Linked DNA regions of Mus musculus: regions 1, 2, 3, 4 and 6 are each linked to region 5. The links are chromatin contacts, called in public promoter capture Hi-C maps. All regions are on one chromosome and are shown on one strand. The core of a region is the stretch at or near the end of the contact, and the rest is flanking DNA. Distances in the headings are between cores, read along the strand shown. Region 1 overlaps Gm30771 (a long non-coding RNA gene). Region 2 holds the start of Zfp536 (zinc finger protein 536). Region 3 overlaps Uri1 (URI1, prefoldin-like chaperone). Region 4 holds the start of 1600014C10Rik (RIKEN cDNA 1600014C10 gene). Region 5 holds the start of Nudt19 (nudix (nucleoside diphosphate linked moiety X)-type motif 19). Region 6 overlaps Plekhf1 (pleckstrin homology domain containing, family F (with FYVE domain) member 1).

Evidence for each region. Promoter capture Hi-C pulls out the DNA fragments that hold promoters and counts their contacts.
Region 1: a promoter capture Hi-C map of hippocampal neurons shows a contact between it and region 5, with 6 times the contacts expected there. The contact joins the enhancer-like site here to the promoter of Nudt19 in region 5. A contact is called at or near these places in 5 of 39 promoter capture datasets (the C10 cell line, hippocampal neurons, liver and 1 more), 1 of 115 datasets of contacts at active chromatin or transcription factors (astrocytes) and 3 of 9 other capture datasets (adipose tissue, liver and macrophages).
Region 2: a promoter capture Hi-C map of hippocampal neurons shows a contact between it and region 5, with 5 times the contacts expected there. The contact joins the promoter of Zfp536 here to the promoter of Nudt19 in region 5. A contact is called at or near these places in 4 of 39 promoter capture datasets (cranial neural crest, frontonasal cranial neural crest, hippocampal neurons and 1 more).
Region 3: a contact with region 5 is called in a promoter capture Hi-C map of liver, with 2.4 times the contacts expected there. The contact joins the enhancer-like site here to the promoter of Nudt19 in region 5. A contact is called at or near these places in 7 of 39 promoter capture datasets (the C10 cell line, cranial neural crest, hippocampal neurons and 3 more), 1 of 115 datasets of contacts at active chromatin or transcription factors (astrocytes) and 1 of 9 other capture datasets (embryonic tail).
Region 4: a promoter capture Hi-C map of liver shows a contact between it and region 5, with 6 times the contacts expected there. The contact joins the promoter of 1600014C10Rik here to the promoter of Nudt19 in region 5. A contact is called at or near these places in 7 of 39 promoter capture datasets (cranial neural crest, hippocampal neurons, liver and 3 more), 2 of 115 datasets of contacts at active chromatin or transcription factors (embryonic forebrain and large pre-B cells) and 1 of 9 other capture datasets (liver).
Region 6: a contact with region 5 is called in a promoter capture Hi-C map of liver, with 12 times the contacts expected there. The contact joins the enhancer-like site here to the promoter of Nudt19 in region 5. A contact is called at or near these places in 3 of 39 promoter capture datasets (the 3T3-L1 cell line and liver), 1 of 115 datasets of contacts at active chromatin or transcription factors (epiblast stem cells) and 2 of 9 other capture datasets (adipose tissue and liver).

What each region holds. Positions count from the first base shown.
Region 1 is chr7:38,083,641-38,087,303 of GRCm38.p6, forward strand. The region is part of intron 3 of Gm30771 (a long non-coding RNA gene); the gene reads left to right. Among named protein-coding and RNA genes, the nearest start is that of Ccne1, 22 kb to the right of the region's middle. Within about 2 kb of position 1,356, at least 164 of the 459 cell types and tissues checked have an H3K27ac peak or open chromatin away from gene starts, as enhancers often do. A contact at or near this core is called in hippocampal neurons, where this site is marked.
Region 2 is chr7:37,768,324-37,772,211 of GRCm38.p6, forward strand. It overlaps Zfp536 (zinc finger protein 536), which reads right to left and starts at 1,429. Exons shown (of 6, transcript NM_172385.2): 1 at 1,273-1,429.
Region 3 is chr7:37,959,745-37,963,337 of GRCm38.p6, forward strand. Uri1 (URI1, prefoldin-like chaperone) reads right to left here. Exons shown (of 11, transcript NM_011274.5): 10 at 2,722-2,965; 11 at 248-1,953. The coding sequence ends at 1,771. Among named protein-coding and RNA genes, the nearest start is that of Uri1, 58 kb to the right of the region's middle. Within about 2 kb of position 1,742, at least 9 of the 459 cell types and tissues checked have an H3K27ac peak or open chromatin away from gene starts, as enhancers often do. A contact at or near this core is called in liver, where this site is marked.
Region 4 is chr7:38,181,645-38,185,499 of GRCm38.p6, forward strand. It overlaps 1600014C10Rik (RIKEN cDNA 1600014C10 gene), which reads left to right and starts at 2,143. Exons shown (of 4, transcript NM_028166.3): 1 at 2,143-2,255. D530033B14Rik (RIKEN cDNA D530033B14 gene) reads right to left here and starts at 2,138. Exons shown (of 1, transcript NR_165180.1): 1 at 928-2,138.
Region 5 is chr7:35,554,619-35,558,662 of GRCm38.p6, forward strand. Nudt19 (nudix (nucleoside diphosphate linked moiety X)-type motif 19) reads right to left here and starts at 1,310. Exons shown (of 3, transcript NM_033080.2): 1 at 536-1,310. The coding sequence starts at 1,186.
Region 6 is chr7:38,222,057-38,226,156 of GRCm38.p6, forward strand. It overlaps Plekhf1 (pleckstrin homology domain containing, family F (with FYVE domain) member 1), which reads right to left. Exons shown (of 2, transcript NM_024413.2): 2 at 1-102. The coding sequence starts at 86. Among named protein-coding and RNA genes, the nearest start is that of Plekhf1, 3.9 kb to the right of the region's middle. Within about 2 kb of position 2,750, at least 5 of the 459 cell types and tissues checked have an H3K27ac peak or open chromatin away from gene starts, as enhancers often do. A contact at or near this core is called in liver, where this site is marked.

The sequences.
Region 1 (3,663 bases), core at 106-2,605, 2.5 Mb after region 5:
TTGGAACCAAGAGGGAGAGCCAAAGACACCTTTGTCTTTTTTCCTGTCTTTCTTTTAATGAAGAGGTTTGGATTTCTCCCTACAGATAATTAATGCAATCATTTAGAAATGTTAGCTAGACTTGAGGAAAGACAAACAGGATGGCAGATCTTCTAAAAATCCAAACAGATACAGTGTGAGGCTCTTTTGGAGTCACAGACATGAGTGTAGCAGACAATGAAGGGAGGGGAGATCCTTTCTTTTCCCCCTCAAGACAAGAATTCTCAGTGTAGCCCTGGATGTCCTGGAACAAGCTCTGTAGACCAGGCTGGCCTTGAATTTAGAGATCTGGCCACCTCTGTTTCCCGAATGCTCCCTGGTTAGGAAGGGAGATTACAAGGCATTTAAATTTCAGTCATCAAGACTAATTGTCTTTGTCTGAGGCCTAACCTCCTGAGAAGGTGGATTGCAGTGCTAAGCACTGCAGAAATGGGGTGTGACACAAAGTTCAGAGAAAAAAGGGGCTCACTCCATATATGTTGGCTTAAAAGGGTTTGTGATACATCTAGGAGGAAGTCTGCTAGTGGTGAGGGATAAAGCACGATCTCGGAGTCTGCTTAGGGTTTACGGAAGCTGGGTTTGACTGTAAATATCAGCTATTTGGGACGCTGAGGCAGAAGGATCACAAATTCTAGGCCAGCCTGGGCCTAACAGAGGTACTTCAGGGCTAGCCTGGGTCTACGAAGAGACTTCAAGGCAGGCCTGGGCAAACTTGGTTTCTAAAAAGAAAAAGTAAAAATGGCAGCAGGCAGGCAGGCACGGTACTGAAGCAATTTTCCACTTGTGTCATCATGTAGGTGCTGAAATTCTTTGGACCCAGTGGGGTGGCGGTACGGTACAAGGACAGTTCGCTTCAGGGCTAGGTTCAATCCCTAGTATGAGAGAGAAAGAAGAGGGTGGGAAGTAACGGAGGAGAGAGATGGAAGAGAGGGAGAGAGGAAAAAGAGAAGGTGTAATGAGCTTCAATGGTATGACTGGTAAGGTATCAAAGACAAACAGGATGCCACAACAGGCCTGCACCGAACCAATCCAGAAGAAAGGGAGAAATAGCAGGAGGGCAAGGGAAGAGAATCCTGGAGAGCCCGTCTTTGCCCAAAACGCAGTGAAATGTGGGCGTCAATGTGTCCTTCTTAGTTCTACCTGGTTCAGCCTACACAGGGGCAGGACTAGGAACGTGGCGAAAGCAGGTCTGAAAGCTGTACAGCTTGGTGTGCCTGCGCATGCGCCGGACCCCAGCGCCACCGCCCAGCTCTCTTCAGCCCCGCCCACGCGACGCCCTGCCTAGAGCCTGCGCTCACACTTGGCCCCGCCCGTGACCGTCCAGTCCCGCCCCCCTCGCGGTGCGCGAGGAAGCCACGAGGAGGCCCAAAGTCCCGCCTACCCAGAGATCCACCTACGCTTTGGCTCTGTTACAGAGGCGCTTTGCGTTAGCTCGACGCCGCGCAGCCGCAGAGGACATGGGGCGGGGACAGGGGCGGGGTCGGATCGGAGGCGGAGGCTGGGTGGGCGGGCCCTGGAGTCACGTGTGTAAACACGCCGCACGTGGAGCTCAGCCTGAGCCAGAAGGGCGGGGCTGCGGGTTCCGAAGGAGGAGGCGGGTAAGGTGCGCGCGCGCGCGCGCATGGAGGTCTTGGGCGGCGCGGGACTGGGGCGGCCTGGTTCTGTCCCCAACTTCAGTTTCTTTATCCCGCTGCATTGGTGAGAGCTGTGACCAAGGCAGGCCCAGCCCTAGGGGACGAAACCCCCCTACATAATAACCCCACTACGTGCGCGCTCTCCCATTTCACAGATGAAGTAAAGAAACTTGCTCCAAGCCACGTGGCTGGAAAGTGGCGCCACCAAGATCTGCCCTGGACAGCAGGGCTCCTGGGCCTTGCTTTGTGGCTTGCGTGGCAAGAGGTTCTGGGCTCCGACTCCTACGTTCTGCCCTTGCCCTAAGGGCTACATTTGGTCTGGCTAACATGGCGAGGCCTATTGCTCCGTGCACAATGAGGTGACAGGGGTGCCTGCTCCCCCAGCTAGCAGTCTAGAGACGGGCGCAGGCCAAACCGTCGACCATGGTTTCCGTCTGGGTGTGGCTGGAACACTGCGGTGGGGTCCGGACACCTGAGCCTGCATCACTGCTCCTTACACAGCTCCTCCTCCATTTCTTTGCCCCTTTCTTCTCCCCGAGCCGCACAGAGCCCCTTTCAGAGGCGACGCCCAGTGCAGCGGGTTCCTACCCTTCTGCCCCAAAGGGCCTCCTTTCCTCTCCTCCTCGTCCTCCTCCTCTCCCATCTGTGCCGCGTGACCGGGGGGAGGCGCCGTACCGGGCGCAGTCCAGGCGTGGGGCCCAGCCAAGCTGTCATCCCGGACTGGCGGGCCCGAGGAGGCCTAAAAGGGGGGACCCGAGTGCTTGGGACTGGTAGGAAGCGTGCTCCAGGCAGAAAGGCTGAGCTGCCAGCAGTCCCGGAGAGGAATGCGCGCCCTCTTCAGGCTTAAGCGGCTAGGTCCTGCGGCCCTGAAAACCCATACCTGGGCCCCTCCCAATTTTGGGTTTGAGGGTTCAGGAGCTTGTTAATGGGACATTCCATTAATCTAAGGCTAAGGCTCCGAGGCAGCTCAATGTAGCTGTAGGCCCTGAAGCCAGGCTCAGTGTCTGACCTTGGGCAAATTGCTGAGCCTCCGTTTTGTTCAGTTTCTCCAGATTCATTTACCAACATTCCAGCCTCAATATGTCCCTCTGAGATGATGCTTTTGTTTTTAATCTCCCCATGCCCTCTAACTAGTGCCCTTGCACATTCAACCACGTGTGTTGTGCCCGTGCTTCCCAGAACAGCCATGGGGTTTTGGGCTCACTCCGTGTGGTTTGCTCCGTGGTGCACAAAGGCTTTCTGTAGAGAATTTGGAGTTTTGGCTAGGGAAGACCCTCCTTCGGACTGCCTCTTTACTCTGAGTGAAGTTGAGGAAAAGGTATATGGAAGCCAAAACACTGGGAGCCCTAGGACACAGCGGAAAGGAAGAATTAACAGAACCCTGCTGAGTTGTGCCCAACCCCGAGGCTATGGGGGTAGGCCTGCTTCTCCAAGCCAGTCACTGAAACTGCGTAATGGAGCTAGCAACTTCTGGGGAGTGGGTGACCATGGCTTCCCAGTTACAGCTAGAGTCCTGCTGTGAAATGCAGGATGCCGCTGTTCAGCAGCTCACCTCTGTTGTTGTTCAGGCCTTAACCAGGTTCTGTGCTATTTCTGTATCTGCTGCTTTTGCCAGACCACTGACAGCCGCCCCCTCCCTCCCTTCAACCCCCACCCCCCACCTCAACCCCCACCCCCACCCCCACCCCCTGCTTCTGTGGTGTCAGGTAGTTCCGATGATGAGTTCTGCCCCAGGGACTGATTCATGCCACATGCCTGTCCTGCCCTAGCTCCACATTCCTTGACCACTGTGATTAAGGACCATTCATTCAGCTTGATACTCTGAGAGGGAAGTTCTGGCCGGCAGGAATGTCAGCCTAAAAGATACTGGAAAATAGCAAGTGGAGAATGAAGTCAGCACAGAACCAAGCCAAGCTGGGCAAGATGGACGCCTCTGAACACCCAGATGGAGCCCTTCCTGAAACTAGATAGCATTGTGGCTTGGCTATGT
Region 2 (3,888 bases), core at 179-2,678, 2.2 Mb after region 5:
CAACCACATTAAGTGTCTATGTTAGGCCCTCCAATGCAAAACCTGGGCTCAGTGGCCATGCTTTCAGAAGCTGACTCTTTGTTGGTCAGGTTGGGGTGGGGGATGCTAATTCCTAGGGCGCCGTGTCCTGATTGTCGGGGAGCTGGGCAGAGTGCTATCATTACCAACAACTCAGCCAGGCGGGTAATGGTGAGATCAAGAGACATTTGCACCGCTATCAGGATGACATCATAGCTAAAGCAGCCTTCAGCCAAAGCCCTAGGCTCTCTTAGAGTAGAGGCCAAAGGGCTATGGGGGGAGGTGCCCCCCCCCCGCAACTCCCAGAGCTGGAAGCTGAGTCTCAGGCCCCTGCCATGCAGGGTGGTGGGCCTTGCCCACAGCCAAGTTCCCAGGCAGGCCCAGAAATGGGAAAGACAGCTGGAGTCTTCTCCAACGCAATCTACTTTCCCCCTCCATCCTGCTCACTGCAAATAATACTACTAATAATAACATAGTATGCATTTTTTTCAACAATTTGAAATTGTGAAGCCATTTCCCTGACCAGGGTGGAGCCGGCATGCCATGCCCGCAGCTACATCTCTGCTGTAGAATTGATAGCATTTCCAACCGAATTGTCAATCTGTTGGTGGTGACCCTCTCTTAGGCAAAACAGCTCTCACTCCATTTTTTTCAAGCAATAGAAACAGAGGACGCTGAAGGGGAAGGCAGACTGGAAAGGAAGCCTTCCTACTCTTGTTTTGGTTGCTTTTCTTCCTTTTAAAGCCCAGCAAAACACAGGGGCGCACACGCGAGCGCACGCACACCCTGAGACACAAACCTTAGAATAATGGGGGAGGCATTTGGCGACAAACTGCATCAGCGGCGCGGCGCGACAGGCAACCAACCCCGCTCACTCGCAGCTCAGCTCTCCAAGCCGCGGCAGCGACGGTGGCGGTGGCGGCGGCGACAGAGACCCGTCACCCTCCCAAAGAACCCCTATGCTCAACTCTCAACTGTGTCCCCAAGATCTCCTCTTCAGGCTCGCCTCAACTATGCGCGTGGCCCAGTCACCTCACCTCGCCGGAAAAGTGGAGAGACAGGGTTGGGAGTTGTGTTTAAAAAAAAAAAAAAAAACAGCAAAAAAACAAAACAAAACAAAAAGTTCCTCGAACATCCAGCCCAGCAGATGCAATTCTCCCGCCCGCTGCACACTCTCCCCGAGCCGGCCGGGCACTCGCCCCCAGCACTGCGCCCTCACCTCGGGGCGCGCGGAGGGCACCGCAGGGCACTTACTTGGCACTTGCTTTTGAGTGTGCAGGTCGTCGCGGTTTTCACTTGGGTTTTCAAATAAGTTTCAGGGAGGAAGGAGGCAAAAAAAAAAATCCAATTATGCAAATGGACTCCGGCCGGGGGAGGCGCGCGTTGAATCTGACGCTGCTACTGTATGAGTTCTTGGAGCAGCCCCGGCCCGGCAGATTTATGGGGGCGCGTCACGGCTACGCCAGGTCCCGCCGCCGGAGCATCTCGAAGTTAATTAAAGCGGTAATGTCCACTTTCCTGGCGACCCTCCGTGCGTGGGTTTACTATTTCACCCTCCAACACGACCCAGGAGGGGACACTGATGTGCCCCCCACGCCCCTCTTCTTTCTCTCTTCTTCCCCCTCTTCTGCCTCTCTCTTTCTCTCCCTCCTTTTTCCTCTCTTTAAGTCGCCTGCTTTGCACTCAGTGAACAATGAACAAAGATGTGAGTGATGGGGAAAGATCGCCCCCCTCCCAGCCCAAGCAGTGAGCGAAGCTGGTCTCAAAGTCAAAATCCAGTTGTTAAAAACTGAGAAAGAAAACCAGGGTCTCCACGCTAAGCTCCCTTTCTACACACACGTACACACGCACGCACACATATGAGCAAGCACACCCCACCCCAAGTTCACCTAAGCCCTGCCTGGAGACCTAGGGACCGTGGGGGAAAAGCCAAGGCCCCGGCGCGCGGGGATGCCCAACTCGCGGTGGACACGAGGGGACAGCAGGGACAGGGGAGCTGTGCTCGCTCCGGCCAAGATCATTTCCCGCGCCCCTCCCAGTCTACTGCCCCCACCACTACCCACCGGCCCCCTCCCAACGTCTACACCGAGAGGCCTGGCCCCACGGCCCCGCTCCGGCTGCAGCCGGCCGGATGCGCTCAGCAAACGCGGCCCCTGTCGGATTTCTGCTAAACTGCAGAGCGGCGGCGGCGACTGCCCAGAGAAGCGCAGGAGGAACCCAAGGCCAGCTCGGCGCGCACTCACCCTGCTAGCCCGCTAGTCCTAAAGCCGGTGCCCCGGGCCGCCCACCCGCGCGCACCTCAGAGGATGCACACGCACAGCGCGCTCGAGCCCCGCAGGCAGGGACCGCACGTAGCCGCCGTTATTTTCCGCTCAAGTGAAAACTAAGGCGGCTGACGAATCACGTCTCCTGCGAGGCACCCGTTAGACAAAACAATATCCTGCAAACAAAACCCGGCCACCGCTGCCACCCGCGCGCCAGGCCGGGACCCCGCCCTGCTCCTCCCAGGCCCCAGCCCCTGGCTTCTGCCCGCACCGACCCCAGCCTTCCAGGCTTGCATCCTTCCAGGAAAGAACTCGGGGACTTGAGTGTGCGCTCACCAAGAGGCGGACAAACAGGAAGGACTCACAAACCGGGAGTGAAAAATGGGGGCCACTTAACTTTCCACCTGTCCCTAGAGAAACCTTGCGGGGAATTTTCTCCGAAGAGTTGGTCTCTCTCTCTCTCTCTCTCTCTCTCTCTCTCTCTCTCTCTCTCTCTCTCTCTCCTTTTCTCTCTCTAACTTCCACAGCGCTAATTTCCACCTTCCCTCACTTCTCATACCTTCATGTATGTGGAGATAATCTATATTGTAATTGTTTGCAAAATTGCAACAGATGGGAGCATCGAGATCTGGACACTTCTACTTCTCAAAGAAAACCCTCTTTTTATTTTTATTTTTATATTATTATATTTTTGCCTAAAATACATCTCAAGTCCCGCCTACGACTGTTTTCCTTAATTCATCTTCAAATTTAAAATAAAAATGCCTTGAAGCAAACAGAAAGGCTTATTAGCGACGTTCATTCTCGCTCCAGCCTTGGGTTGGGCTGAGGATGAGCCCCCGCCCCCCCGCCCGCAGGAAAAAAAAATCTTGCTCTTCCCAGGACCACCCCCCAGTGGCCCCCTCTCCTCGATGTTACCCCACCCCCGCCCCCCTCCACACACACACTCGGCCGCACTCCTTCACTCTGATTGGCCTCACGTTTCCAGCTCGGGACTAGCCGGCTCATTTCCCTCCATAACCTGTTACTTATTTATTTATTTCTGTGTCTCAGGCCCCCGCGGGCCCCCGGGACCTGGGCCGGACTGGGGCAGGTGCTGAGGGCGACGCACGTGTATTCTGGCGCCTCTAAGGTCTCGAGGTCCTGGGATCGCCCCCCAGGCACCTCGGCCGGGCCTTGCGGGGCTCTTAGGACGCAGGAAGCCGATGCAAACACAAAATGGCAGGTCTTGGCCGCCCTCTACACCCGTAAGTTAGGCACCCCGTAAGCATCAGCTAACTTTGATTTTTTAAAAAAATAATTGCCAATTACCCCCTGATTCCGAGGTGGAGTGCAGATCGCACCACGTACGATGGCGCGACGGGGGTGGAGGGGGGAGGCGAAGGTAGCCGGGGACCGCCTCACCCCCCCCCCCCCGCCAGCCCCGGCACTGGAGCAAACGGGTAAAGTCGCTGGAGAAGTTTCCGCCGCGCAGCCTCCCCTCTCTCTCGGCTCCCCCGGCCCCCGACCCTGCGGAAAGTTTCCCCGGCCGCGAGCTGAGGCCGGGAGCGCAGGCAGGAGGCGCGGGCCGGGCTGGGTGGACGCCGGATCCCACTGGCGCGCTGAG
Region 3 (3,593 bases), core at 492-2,991, 2.4 Mb after region 5:
ATTAGGAGGACTTCAAGTTCAATTCCAACCAGGGTGACAACATGCCTCAGAAAAATAAAGTTTACCTTCAAACAAATCAAAGTGTAGTTTCAAGTTACAGTTTAAAACTGTGTTAAGACTGACTCTGAAACTGAGTGACACTATTTCATGTGGGTCTTCAGCAGAAAGCACAAACATGTCGTTGAACACGTTCTGTGAGGCAGACCAATTTGAAAGAAGTACACAAATAGATAAAGCAGGCTCAAAATAAGTTCATGAACATAGAAAGTGTTTAATAACAGCACACTTAAGTTACACATCTGAAGATCCAACAGTTCCACAAGGAGGCTTGCATCAGGAGGAGGTTAGCACAGGACGCCTCTCATAGGGAGAAGGAGCAGGGTGTGCCTAGAGTCGGTGTGATGGGATAGTCTGGTTGAGAGTAGGTGATTGGAAAGAAAAGTGGTTTTTAAGTACAAAATATGTGTACAGATGATCAACAACGGCTAGAAAAACCGAGCTATTATATTTTTAGGCAGCCTTTCCAATTCAGTCCCCTGTTCTGCATTATCCATTAACTAGCATGGACCCTAGCATACCATTTTACCATTAAAGCATGTATTTCATAAAACTCTGACAGTGGCACTGCTCTAGTTACAGCTGCGACTTTTCTAGGACATAATTTCACTTTGTTTAAGCAAGAATTCATTAAAGAAGCTATAAATAACCTCTAACTATTTAGCCGTGAATAGAGGGTGGACTGGGGTTGATGGCTTATTTTAGTACTGATGCGGAATGCTTTTTAAAAGCTACATTTTAGCATGCATCAAGCTAATGATCAACACTTGCACTGTAATGGTCAACCTGAGACTGAATGTCTCTTTAAGGAGTTTGGCTACAAGTAAATATAATATAATATTTCTTTCTTTCTTTTTTTTTACTGGTAGGAAAGCATCCTTGAAGAATGAAAATGTGAGGAAGATTGAAATGTAAAACAAACAAACAAACAAACAAAAGGCCTGTGCTTTAACAAAGTGTTAAAGCATCTAGACAAACTTTTTCCCCCCAAAGAATGGTGCCAATGACAACTGTGTGTATGGGGAGAGGAGGTGCTCGTGGGACTTGAAAACTTTGAAAATCTGTGGTGTGGCCTATACACAAATCAAAGACATTTTATACACAATCTAAACCAGGAAGTTCACAACATTTTAGAAACCAAGTTTCATAAAAATTTTACTTCCAAAAAAAAAAAAGTTGTACAAAATATTCTTCTTCTAGTCAAATTTTCCCAAAGGGTTTGTGTAGCTTTTTGCCTTAAAGATTACAGTATGACATTCAAAGGAAGAATTTTTCAAAGAACCATACAGCTGTGAAACCTACAAGAAATGTAGATTTTTTTAAAGTGCCTTTAAAATGTAAAAGCAAGTAATATAATTGTTGAATCTATTTGAGATTTTAAAAGTGTCTTTAACATGGTCCATATGGAAAGCACAACATCACAGCTGGTACGAAACTGCCTGTGTTTAGTTGAAAACACACAAACAATATATGACAGGATTCTTTGAAAAGTAACTCAAAACGCTATTCCTGCATCCTAAGGCCAATTAGACAGTAGTCACAGAATTAACGAAGCCAGCAGAACATTACAGCATTCAAACATTTACTTTGACTTTCCCAATGCCACTGATAAAGGTGAGAGAGCTCTGCCCAGCCAAGCAGGACGCCGTCCCAACTCCATGGCCGAATCCGCCGCATGTCCTAAAGCGCAGCTGGAGCTGCAGGCGGAGCCCTCTAGCTTCTCTGCTGCAATCGGGCAGCTCTGAACTTTGACACCCTCTTTGTGGGTTCCTCTGATACTTCTGATGGAACTTCTTTTCGCTCTGGAATGGTGGGGAGGGCATGGTGAGCAATGGCTGAGTATGGTGCTAGGGAGGGTGATAAAAATTCTTTTTCTATTACAGTTCCAGAAAAAGCCTGTAAGACAAATGTGTATATGGTGTTAAATATAACTAAGACGCACACAAAAATCTTTACCCTTCATTTCCAAGACCTTTTTTTTTAAACTAAGGTAACAAGAATTTTGGATAATAAACATCAAAATACTAATGGTTCAAAGAAACCAGGTAATATTATTTTTCTTAAGTACACCATCAAATTCAAGGAGTTTTTTATGGTTGACACCTCCAGCTCTCTAGAAAACATCAGTGAACACAGAAGCGACACGGGCACAAGAGGCGGGCTTCTGCCCAGGCTCCCTTGCTTCCTTGCTGTCTGACAGTCAGAAGCTTCGTTTCACCAATGCTGACATCATTTCTTTGGGGGGGGAGGTTATTTATTCAAGATCTTTATTGCACTTTGCCCCCGTAAAAACTAAAAAACTAGAGGTGCTAAGACTAACGTGAATCAAAATAGCTTTAAAATTCTAGGACAATCAATCCAATGGTACAAGTCAGATGTGTCACCCAAACCAAAAAAGCTCTTTCATTGTGGCTAAGTGTTTGTGGAACTTCATCTAATCAAAGCCAACTATGTTCAACTGAAATGAGACTAAATGACATACATATCACCACAATGTCTTGATGTGTCTTTATATATCAAGAAAAATGAAGACCAGAGAGTCACTTCTTAAAAACTACCTAGTATTTGGACCGTCTCCCCTCCTCAGAACTTAAACACAAGCTGAGAACTTTGAAGTGTAAAGAGCAAGCCTGTGAGATATGCCACAGAGACACAGACACACACCTCAGACACTCCTGAGGGCAAAGGCTTCTTGGGGTGGTTCTCTTGGAGTTCGTCCAAACTGCTCCCGCCGGCCTCGGTAGCCACGGCCTCCTCAGAGCTGGTGCTCCGCAGGAGCCCCCGCCGGTCCTCCACATCGGCAGCGCTGCTCTCACTTGTGTCGCTGCACACGCTGTTCTCTCGGCTGCGAGACTTGAGGATTGACTTGCGAGGAACATATTCTCCATTCACAACATCCACGAAGACTCTACAGCATTCAAAAAACAACTCCATTTTAAGGGCTTGTAACTGTAAATTAACCTACAACTTGTTTTTGTTGAGACGTTTGTTTGAGGCAGGGTCTCATGCAACCCAAGCTCACTTTTCACCCCTGGTTCTGCCACCCCCACCTCCCAATGCTGGAATCACACGTCTCACCAATTCCATTCAGTTTCCTTGCTAAAATGTCTTCTCTAAATGTCACAGTCAGAGTACATTTACAACTACACTGAATGTACCTTATGTTACTTTTCAAAGCTGAATTTTGGACCCAATAAAATACAGCATGTTATTTATATGTCCCAGGTGAGAACAGCTTGATTTGCCAAAAAGAATTTTATACACCTACTTCAAAACACCAGGAATTTTCACCAGTTTGTAAATATGGGTAATAAAATGGTAGGCATTTCAAACTGGACAGTGTAACTGTTCCCTGCTATGACAGGTGAATACGAGACAAACTCATGACAGTTGTGACAGACAAGAATACCAGCTTCCAACTCTTCAGTGACATCTGAAGAGGACAAAGGAAGAACCACCCCACACCTCGCGTGGCCCGGGGGCTATGAGTCTCTCAGTGGGGCCTGCAGTCTTTGGGAACCTCCAAGTCAGCGAGC
Region 4 (3,855 bases), core at 893-3,392, 2.6 Mb after region 5:
CAAAACAGTTCTACCAACTGGGGACCAGATAGTCAAACATATGAGCCTATGTGGGCTAATCTCATTTGACCACCAGGTTGAATTGTTATTGTCCCGAAAAGACTTGGAGTCCTAACTCTGTCACTGTGTATCTAACTGTCTTAGTTAGGGATTCCTTGCAGCTAGAAGACTGTCCTCCCCTCCCCCGCCCCCACCACACATCCATGCAGCAATAGAGAAGATTAACACTGTAAGCCAAGGGTTATCGAAGACTGGTAACTTTACCAGAAGCTAAGAGAGACAGAAAGGAATCTTTCCTACAGGCTCAGGGGAGTGTCAGGGGAGTCCCTTCAAGTTGCTGTAACAACATAGCAAGGATAGGGAATTTGAGCTACTGAACCAATTTCTTTGGAGACAAGGAAGTCCAAAATTAAGATACCAGCAGGTTTCAGGTCTAGTGTAGCTAAGCACTTCATAGATGGAGGAAGGGGACAATAAGCTCCCTTGGGCTTCTTATATGAGGCCACTAGTCACCTCCCAAAGGTCCACTACTAAAGACTTTCAGTGTGTGAACTTGGGGATAGGAAGGAAGAAAGTTGAGGGAGGGTCTCCATCTGCAGCCTAGGCTGGCCTCAAACCCTGATGGATTTGCTTGTTTGTTTGAGACAAGGTTTCACTATGTAGCCTGGGTCAGCTAGAATTCTCTTTGTAACCAGGCTGGCTCCAAACTCATGAGATTTGTTTGTTTCTGTCTCCCAAGTGCTTCGATTAAAGGTGTACACCCCTGCACCTGGTAGCTAGCCTCAAATTGTTGAGCTTTCTGCCTCAGAAGGAGCTCTATCTGAGTAACAGGATTGTGGATGTACACACACCTACTGTGCACCTCTTTCACAGACGGCCTCAGCCGCTACTGGCTGTCTAGGAACACTTCTAGGTGTCAGGGTGATAATTTTAGGGCTTTATTCATCGTCGGTGTGGATGTCTTATAGCCTAGTCTCTATTCTCCACTGAACTTTCCTGTTCCCATCATTGCTACATACTTCTGATATTTAGGCAAAGGAGAAAACAAGCGAGTCCGGTTCTCGACCTTGCCACCAGAGGGCGCTGCCCGCGGGGGACATTGAAGCGCCTCACCTCATAGCTCCACAGAGAGCAAGGAGCTAATCTATTCTTAGCCTCAGTTAACTTTGGCTCTTGAAAGTCACCCAAACTCGGGCAAAAGCTCCTACTCGAAAACGCACAGACTTTTCCACTCCAGCCAGGAGAATCTTGATGTTAAAAGGGGTTCGAGGCCTTCTAAGAAGACAGAAAAGAAGAAATAATATGGCCCTGCACAGATCATCTGTATGCCCGCAGCAGCTCTCCACCCCCACCTGGCAGATCGCGCTAGGGGCCACTTGGACCTAGACTGGAGTTCGCTCGCCACACTCTCTATTTGGGTGGCATTGGCTAGCCCAGTCCCTCTGTATCTAGTTTGTCACTGACAACCGTGCGTACTCAAGACTTTGCTCAGGGTTAAAGTTCAGTATTGGGAGAGATACCAGATTTGGCATATTTTCAGGCCAGCCCTAGAGTCCTTGGGACCAGGGGGCGGGGACTGCTCCCTAGGCCTCTCTGGATTTTTCTGTTACTCTGCTCTCTTTCTGAGTGGCTCCCTTTGCCCTGCAAGTGGAGTGGGCTCTGTTCTGGTCTTAGGAGGTCTGAAAGCTATACCAGCCCCTGCGCGTCCCACGCAGGCCCCAGCGTTAATTAACCAGCAGTCGCTCCTGACAGCCAAGCCCCTCTATCATCTCCCAGGTCCAGGACCCTGTGGGAGAAAGGGTCCGGCAAGTCACAGACCCAGCCAGCGCAAAGGGCGATCGAGGAGAACCTTCCAGGAACCGTCCCAGATCCTAAACGTGAGGTTGGGCACTGAGTGGGGTGGCCAGGCGGAGAGGAAGTGGGGGCAGCGGGTCCTCGCGACACAGAGTCCCCTCCCAGATGCTCCCCATTTCCGCAGGCACAGAGCTTCCTAGCCTGGGTCTTGGTGTCAGTCAATCAGACGCTGGGGCGCGGAAGGGACGCCTCGCCCCGCCATCAAGATCTTTCCCCAGGCCTGTCCCATCTTGAGGACCCAGACTCATGGGGACCCAGAGCTCGGCGACCCGGAAGGCCGGCGGAGCCGGAAGGTGGGAGGGCGGAGCCAGGGTGGCGGTGGCCTGTGAACGCCTCTCTGGAGCTGGCAGAGCAGAGCCGGCCTCAGTGCCTTGGCGGTCCCAGACTCCAGCTCGGTAAAGGTGCGCGCGGGGAAGCCGGGGTCTGCGAAGCCGGTCGGGGACCCTACGGTGTCAGGCCCAGTGCTAGAGCTGTTCATCTCAATGCAAAGGACCTGAGACACTGAAGGCCTAAGCTGCAGCGCCGAGGTTGGAGTAGTCAGCAGCTCCGTGCGCTTCCAGCCGCAACCTGGATGCTTGGGAGTGCGCGTGCGCGGTGCGGTGTCTTCCCACAGTTTATGCCTTCTGCCTAGCGGACTGCTGTGCTTGGCCCAGAGAGGGAGGAAATCTGGGCTCTAGCTTAGGGATGGCCAGGAATGAATGTCAGGGGATCAAAGGGCCAGATTAATTGGAGCTGTTGTTGAAAAACGTTCTTCTATGACTAAGTAGATAAGGTGCATGCATGGCCGGGTGCAGAGGGCACGGTGCTGCTGAGTGATGGGTGTCAGTTAACTCTGCGAGCTATGTAGCGAACCTACCACTGACCACTTCTGATCTTTCAAGAGAAATTAGGAAGATCTAAGATATATGTAAGATTGTATTATTGCTGTTAGTTTGAGACTGGGTCTCACTATGTAACCTTCACTGGTCTTGATCTGGGAGTCCTACCATAGCCTCCCCCATGCTGGGGTTATGGGAGGGAGCCAGCACACCCTCGATATCTTCTTATTTTTAAATACCAACAATCAAGTAAGTAAACAACTTAGTAGGCTGGAAGAACAGGGTGATGAACTTCACAGAGGACAGAGTACAACTGGGGAATTCCAGACAGGGGAGCAAATATTGCTATTTGGCCAAAGACCTGTTTTCCACTCAGTTTCTGTTTGTTTCTCCCTGCAGCCTCCCCTTACCCACCCCCTACCCCTGACACATTTCCTCCCTCTACTCTGGGGATTTGAATCCCAGCTTCGTCTAAGATTGCTATAAAGAACATGGAGCCCCCTGTTACTCTGAGGCCTCCTCCTCTGTTCCTCACAACTTGATTGGACTCAGGTCAGGCTGCTGTCCAAAGGTTTGAGTTTTTCACCTCCTCTGTGTATGGGAGCCCTGCTGTCATCTTCCCTCCAGTCTGGGTGACTATAGGACATCAGGGCTCCCAGTTAGCTTTTGTCTTCCCTATGGCTGGCAGATGGACTTCCGGTGAACAGGACCTGTTTTGAGGACAGCATTATTGAAGTCGTTCTGCTCCCGTGGGAAGGTCCTGTCTTCTGCGCCCCCCATCTCTTCCTCGCAGACAGACAGAGGTGGCCCCTGGAAAGAGGAGAATGGGGCGTGTTACCTTTCAATTTCTTGAGCCTGAAGAATTCAGAAAGTGAAAGCTTTCACATAGACTCCAGGTCCCAAACCTTTCTTTCACCACAAAAGCCTGTTGCTGCCATAACTTCTGGAATTACTCTTCAGGAAACCTAGGCCAGCCTTGCCTTGCCTTGGAGACTGCAGAAGCCCAGCTGGGGCGGAACCTTTCTTGCCCGGCTCTCCTGCCCCCTGACACTTGCTAAGGAGCCTGGCTTGTCTTCTGGCAAAGGCTTGTCTGGGCGTGGTAGAGATTGAGAATGGCATGTGCATGTTGGAACCTTTTCTTTTCTGCTCCATGGGCTTTGACTTAATGTTATTCAGAGCAAAT
Region 5 (4,044 bases), core at 60-2,559:
AAGATGAACTTGAAGCGGTGGCACACTCAAGACCTCGGGTCCTAGGCCTGAAGCCTAACTAACTGTGCCTGGTGCATTGCAAGTGACACGAAAAAGAAAGGGAGGGAGGGATGGAGGGAGACAGACAGACCAACTCGCGCGCGCGCACACACACACACACACACACACACACACACCTACCACGCGTGCGCATGCAGAGAGAGAAAGGGGTTAGAAAAAGGAGAAAGATGGAAAGGGAAAGGAGAGAGAAAGCGAAAGACGAAGGAAACGGGAACAGAGAAACAGGAAGAGATGAAGAAGGAAGAAGAAAGTTAATGACTGAAATCCTATAATGTGTTCTAGAAACCCGAATGAAAACGATTTAGGGCATGAAGTGAATTGGGAAGTGTCCAGAACAGGCAGTTGGGAGCATTGCCGCGCCCCCGCTTAGGGTGAGAGTTGAGTCCTTGAGAGCCTAAAGCAAGGTCACGCACGTGCGCCTTTGGTCTGGGGTAAGGCTCAGCGCATCCCGGGGGGCGGGTCCCGCGACCCCTACCTGGTAGCCCACCACCTCGGCCACGTCGGGCTCCACGCGCGGAATGTCGCGCAGGCAGCACAGGAAGAAGGTGGTGTCGAAACGGCGGATGGTTCGCCCATACGGGGTGAGCCATCCGCCCCAGTCGTGCAGCGCCCAGATGTCAGGCGTGCAGTCTAGGTGCGCACACAGCTGGAGGAAGCAGCGCGGGTCACTGCGCACGCGCGAGCGCCATTCGGCCAGGCCGGCCGGAGGCGACAGCGCCTGACTGGGCTCCTGAGAAGCTGGAGCCGCGTCCCGCGGCCGCAGGAGCAGCACCCCCGCCTCCTCGAAGGCTTCGCGGATGGCACAGATGCGCAGCGCTACGTCATCGGGCAGCGCCGCGGGGTCCGCGTCGCCGTGGGACAGCCCGGGGAAGGGGGGTTGCCGAGGGGGCTCCGGGCCTAGGCCGAAGCGCGGCGGCGTGTGCCGAGGCGCGAACAGACGCACCCAGTCGGGTGAGCTGTCGGCCGCGTCCAGCACGCCGCCCGGGAAGACGTGCGCGCCGGGCAAGAAGCGCTGGTTTTGTGCTCGCTGGAGAAGCAGCAGCCGGAAGCCGGCCGGGCTCGAGTGGGTCCAGCCTGCTGCCAACATCACGGTGGCTGCCCGCCGCCAGCTGCTCGAGCTGCTCATGGCCGGCGTCCTTCAGATCCCCCTTAGGAAGTGGCCGGGTCGTAGAGTGGTGTCCAGAAGCCCTATAAATGTTGAGGGCCTGAAAAATCCGGCCTGGCGGCTTCCGGAGGTTTACTTGTGGGAGGAGCGTGATTCCCGCGCCAGAGCACCTCCTCGAATGCCCTGCGCTTCAGTCAGGGTCATTCTCGCCCTGTCACAGCCCTGTCACAGCTGCTGCAGTCACCAGCCAGCCTCTGGGAGCACGGGTGCCAGTGTGGAGTGGAAAATAATTTCTAGTTGTGAACCTTTCCCACTAAACGCAAACGACTAGGACTTTGTCCCCTACGCTGGCCTGTTGCCTGTATAGGAGGTTCCAAGGTGTCTGGAGCTCTCTTGAACCATGCTAATAAACGAATGGGTGGATCAGATGCCAAGTTAGACTAACTACTCTGTAGTTTGAATGTCTTTGGCTAGTCCCTGTCCCTTGGGGTAGTCTGTCTTAAGTTGTAGATGTTGTTATTGCCTGAGCACCTGAGGATCAGGGAAAATTATCTTAGTGTGATTAGTTCTCTTTCTACGTGGGAGATGTTTAATCCTAGACTAGCAATGCTTCCCCCTCCTCTCCAACCTTTTTTCCTTTTTTCTTTTTCTTTTTGTTTTTGTTTCTTGTTTTGTTTTGTTTTGTTTTTAGACAGGGTTTCTCTGTGTAGCCCTGGCCGCCCTGGAACTCACTCTGTAGACCAGGCTGGCCTCGAATTCAGAAATCTGCCTCCCAAGTGCAGGGATCAAAGACATGCGCCACCACTGCCTGGCTTCCTCTCCAACTTTTAAGTGGCTGGAGGACTTGCACTTCTATTTTGTTTTTTGGAAACAGCTTGTTTCTGTCTCCCTTTTTGCAGCTCTCTCTCAGTCACCAACTCTTGTAAATCCCATCCTAACTGATCACATATTTTTAGGGTTTCGGATGAGTTAGGCTGTATTCTTGGGGCTATAGAGATGTTTTTTGTTAGTTTTGAGAAAGTATTATTATGTAGTCTTGCTTTTTTGGGAACTTGCTATGTAGACGACCAGGCTAGCCTTGAACTCACAGAGATCTATCTGCTTGTCTCTGCCTCCCCAAGTCTAGGACTAATAAAGGTGTGTGCCAGCCTCATCATTTTGCAGTTGACTTTGGTTATTTTTAATGTTAACCTGTCTAAAGATGGAGCTGTCTGTGTACTTACTGCATCTCCAGAAACAGAAAATGGGGCCACAGGTTGAGAAGTATCTGCCCTTAGTAAGATAACCTGCCGCCGCCGTCTATCTGTGAGCCAACAGACTACCCTTGTCTAAACTGATGCTCTTGGCACTGACACGGGAAATTTGAGCTGAAATTTATTCTAAATCTATTATAGAGCCCAGGTGTCATTATGGGAACTTTTTTTTTTACACTTATTACTTACTTATGCAAGTGCCATTGAATGCATGTGGCGCCCAGAAGACAATGTATGTCCTGGGTCATCAGGTTTAGCTGCAAGTGCCATTACCTGCCTCCTGCCCCTTCCCCCAGCCATCTCACCAGCCCCCTACATTAAAAAAAAAAAATCCTCTTTCCTCCAAGTGGTAACAGGATGATTCCCGTGTCTTTAAAGGACATACTGACAACTGTACAGTGACTCAGATGTGTGGGCCTGGCCTGGAGGCTATAGAATGTACTAGGCAAGAAACAAAAGCTTCAATGAAAAGAATGGTAATAGAATAGGAAAAGGGGACTGGTTTAAAGTGCATTTGGGAAATAGACAACACAATGTGGTACTTGACTGACTATGCAGAGCAATGGATAGGAAGGAGTTAAGTTCTGACTTAAGAGGCTGGTGACCTTCCCAGAGTGATAATATTATGTGTGAGACACTGCAAGCTTTGTCAGTATACTTGTGTAATACTTGCCAACGCCAATAAGGTTAAAAAGTTACTACTACAGATGCCTAACCTGTTACACAAGAGATTAAACTTTTTCAGGAAGGGCACATTCACTAAAATGGCTCTGTGGTTTTGTGACCCTTAGTGTTTGGTTTGATAGCAGCAGTCTTGTTCCCAGATTCTGGCCACTCTAGAACAAATCAACCAAGGCCTGGAGTACAAAGCGAAGCAGCAGACGTGGTGCTCATGCATTTATTTTTGTAGTGCTAGAGGGTCATAACCACACCTTTGGCTGTGCTAGGCAAATATCGCACCTCTATACGGCATTACTGTGGTAATGCCTGTGGTTTTCTGAGACAGTGCCTGACGGTGTAGGCCAAGACGGCCTCATGCATCTGATTGTTCAAAATCAGCCTATGGAGTCCTAATGTGCATCTGCACAGTCAGAAAGAAGCTGGGTTTTTCATTTATTTGTGTGTGTATGTGTGTGTGTATTCGAGTGTTTGAATTGCACAGAAGTCCATGTGCCTTCAGAGGCTAAAAGAGGTGTCTGATACCCATGGACCTGAAGTCACAGGAAATTATGAGCTGCCAAAGTAGGCTCTAGGAACTGAACTCAGGTCCTCTGTAAAAGCAACAAGCACTCTTGACCACAAGCCATTGCTCCAACCCAGAAACTGAATCTTAACCATCTCCAAAGCCAGCTCACCACCATCGCTGTCTGCTCCGTAGGCTTTGTAGTGACGCATTACCATCTTCATGAAACCAGAGATGAAATCGCGTTCTGGATTGTAGCCAAGAATCCAAACAGAAGCAAGGAATTGAACCTCAGCATCAAGAGAGATACAAATACAGAGCTAAGCTTCCAAGCTCAGGGAACTAATCATGTACTAACTACTCCAAACCATCGTGACTTAAAACAATAAGCATTTGTTATCCCTTCTGTGGATAAAGAATTTGGGAAAATTTGGTTGAGTGGC
Region 6 (4,100 bases), core at 1,500-3,999, 2.7 Mb after region 5:
AGCGGTTGCCCCGATGCCCCAAAACAGCTCTCCACTGCTGCAATCCGCTGGCTGTTGATCTCCGTGTTTGCCAAGTGGTCCACCATCTTCTCAATAGCTAAGCTATAGGAAGCAGACAGGAAGGCCATCAGCTTTGCCTATGAAGTCAGAGCCATAGTGCTCACCTCCCCGCTACACCAGCTCCCTCACCCAGCAAACTAGACTCACCCACCAAACTATTATCGCACTGTGCTTCAGCCAGCCCACTTAGCCTCCCAGGTACAGAAACCGGGCGTTTCAGAGGTTGACCTGACACGGGCGTGAAAAGAATTGTTGGGGGTAGTGGAGGTGGGTAAAGGGGACTCTCTAGCAGGAGGCACATGGAAGGCAGACAGCAGTGGGAAGGCAGCCATAAGAAGTTAACTCCAAGATGTAAGATGCCCAGGAGCCCTAGGAACCTTGGCAACAGAGCTCACCTCAGGCACGCACCAGGAGCAAGGAAGCTGGAATAGTGGGTCCCCAGCTCCCATCGGCTAGCAGTTCTGGGACGGTCTATAATCGGAAGACTGAGGGTGCACATACTGAACGGTGCGTGTTGGACAATACGACCGTCTGGGATCCAAACAGATCACAGCTTCTGCAATCCCTCGCTTGCCCAAGGTATCCAACTATCGAACTTTTCTGGGTGGCAAAGCTCACCATTGCCATCTAAGTGTGATGTTATCTCATGATCCCTCACACAAACCCCTAGCAGGTTAGAAAACCCTCTGCCCACGGCCCCCATCTCACAGGAGGAAAACAGACTCTAGGAGTTCATCAGAGGGAATATAGCTCTTACCTTACCTCTGTGTAAGGTAAGGCCCACTTGGGCTCTCTCTCTGCTGACATACTAGGCAGTAAACCCTAGCATAGCATAGCATAGCCTAGCCTAGCCTAGCCTAGCCTAGCCTAGCCTAGCCTAGCCTAGCCTAGCAGAGCATAGCATAGCACATGCTAGCTACCCTGTGCTGTCCAACCCCATCTTTCTAAACCAAGCATACTCAGACCTGAAGAGCACACAGATGTGACCTCTTCCTGGTCCAAGCCTTTAGACTCGGCATCTCCACTAAGCTCTAGGCCCTCACCCACCCAGGAATCAGATAACTTCTTACATTCAACACCGAATTCTATGTTCCCCGGGCCCTCTCTCATCCACCCAGTGGCTCAAACTCTAAATCTAGTCTCCATCCTTGAACCTTCTCTTTCTTACACACAATTTCTCTGCATGGGACTCTACCACTGTACAGTAGGATGGCGCCATCTTGCCTCACCTGGAAAAGGCCATCCATGTTGGCCCTGGTCTGTGACCAGCTTAGCTCCCAGTTCTCTTCCAGAAAGATTCTCCATTAACCTCATCTCAGGTAGCTCTTTCCAGTGATGGCAAACTAGCCAGAGGTCAAATTTGGCCCAGAGCCCATTTTTTATAAATAAAGTTTTTTATTGTAACGTGGCCCTGCACATTCGTGTATATGGTATGACTGAGCTAAGTAATGACAGAAATCAAATGGCCATAAAACCTGAAATACTGACAATCAGTGACCCCTTCTGTAAGATGCCACACTGCTTTTTTTTGTTTGTTTGTTTGTTTCCCTTTGTGATGTGTATCAAGACTTAGTCACAGTGCCGGAGAGATTGCCCATTTGGATAAGAGCTTGCATATGGACCTGAGTAGATCTCGAGACCCCATGTAAAAAGACAGGTATGGCGGTGTATCTGTATTTTACTGCTGGGGAGGTAAAGATAGGATCCTTGAGGCTTGCTGGCTAGTTAAGATGGCTGAATTTGTGAGTGTCAGATAAAAAAAAAGTGTGTGTGGGGGGGTGGGGTGGGGGTGGGTGTAGGAGGCCTATACTGCTTTCCCAGAGGATCTAAGCTTAGTTCCCAGCTCCCAGCCTCCCGATCCAGCTCCAGGGAATCTAATACCTCTTCTGGATGCTGTGGGCACTCACACACATACTTGCTTATGTCACCTGTGCTGGCCACTCTTAGGTCTGCTTGACTTATCTAAAAGGAGGGAACCTCAATTATAAAAATTCCTCTGTAAGATCCTGTTGTCAAACATTTTCTTAATTAGTGATTGACAGGGGAGGGCCCAGCCCATTGTGGGTGATGCTGTACCTGGGCTGGTGGTCTTGGGGTCTATAAAAGAACAGGCCAAGCAGGCTAGGGGGAACAAGCCAGTAAGCAGCAGCCTTCTATGGCCTCTGCATCAGCTCCTGCCTCCAGGTTCCTGCCCTATTTGAGTTCCCGTACTGCCTTTCTCTAATAATGAATAGCAGTGTGGAAGTAGGAGCAGAAGAAATCCTTGCCAACTTGCTTTTTGGTCATGGTATCTCACTGTAGCAACAGAAACTCTAACTAAGACACCACTCATACATATATACCCATAATTAAAAGTAAAATAAAAATTAAAAAAAAAGTTGGACGACAAAGGAAGAAGACACCAGACATCAACACACACACACACACACACACACACACACACACACACACACACACACACACACACACACACACCAGCAGCAGCACCAAGAACAACAACAGAAAACCTGGTATTTTCCTGTCCAGTCACTGCATATGTCCCCTCTATTGCCTCCATTCAATCTTTAGCTCCAGCAAAATAGAAGCCTTTTCTTGCCAATTTCTTGCCAATGACTAGATCAGCAATTCTTAAAACTGTGCCATGGACACGGTAGGTGCCAGGTGCACAAACCACTCACCTCTTACTTGTTGAAAGGAAGCAGGAGTTGACCTCTTACCACATGCAAACACTTGCTTGCGCGCGCACACACACACACACACACACACACACACACACACACACACACACACACACCACACTACACATACATTTCTAGGTCACCGTACCGCGGTTCTGTAATGTGAGGCTGCCTGTGGGAATCTGGAGGTGGGGGATGGGAAGGGAGGAGACAAGAAGTCAGCCTGGAGGAGACACCGAACCTCTTCAGTCCTGTTTCGCTCCCCCCCTTCAGGCCTCAGGGCTGCCCACACCACCTGATGTAACTATTTTTAGTTAGCTGATCTTGGCTTCAAACTTTGTTCTGCCACCTGATCATCAGTTCTTGGCTGAGGGACAATACAACAAACCCAAATGTGCCAGCATGCTACCTCCAAGGCCACCAGGCACTGTGCTGGAGGCCAATGTGGATAACATCTCACTGTGAGGAGGCCAGAGAGGCCCAGGGGCAGGAAGCCCAAAGGCGCAGTGGCGTAAGGATAGCAGGGTCAACTGAAACTCTTAGGAGCGGAGGGAAAGGACGAGGAGCAATGTCTCAGCTCACTTGCTGTTCTTCCTGAGGCCAGCATCTGGATCCCAGTACCCGCATCGGGTGGCCACAACTGCCTGTTAACTCCAGCTCCAGGGGACTAACACATTCATCTGGCCTCCGAGACATTCACATACATGTGGCCTTCAGTCATACAGACCCATGAATAAAAATAAAAATAAAAATGAATTAAAACAAAACAAAACAAAAAAACCAACAACAAACCCCCAAAAGCCCAGGTCCGGCCGAAGTGAGCATCTCTAGGTTGGCACATACAACTGAATGTCACTCAAGCAGAAACCACACAAGGTTTCAAACCGTTAAAGAAGCCCATCTAAACTGGAGGAGATCTCATACCCATTGGAAAGTTCCTAGCAAAGAAATTCCAGTTGGTGCCAGAGTGGAAAAGTGGGAAGAGTGTGTACTGCTGCTGGGGATGTAAACTGTCACAGCCACAGGCTTGGGGGACGGCTCAGTGGCTCTCCATACGCTTGCACAGACCCAGCCACCAGTAACTCACAGCCCCCAGTAACTCCAGTTCCAAGGGTATCTGCATACGTGTAGTGCACAGACATAGAAACACTCATAAAATTAACAAATACATCTTGAGGGAAAAAAAAAAAACGACATAGATACGATGGGAAACAACCTGAAGACTCCGCAAAACATTAAAAATACATTTACCATATACCTACCTTTCCCACTGTGCATCTATCTCCAAAGGGATTGGAAGGGATAGCTATACTCTTGTGTGTGTTTACTAGAGCCAAGAGGCAGAAGCAAACCAAATGCCCA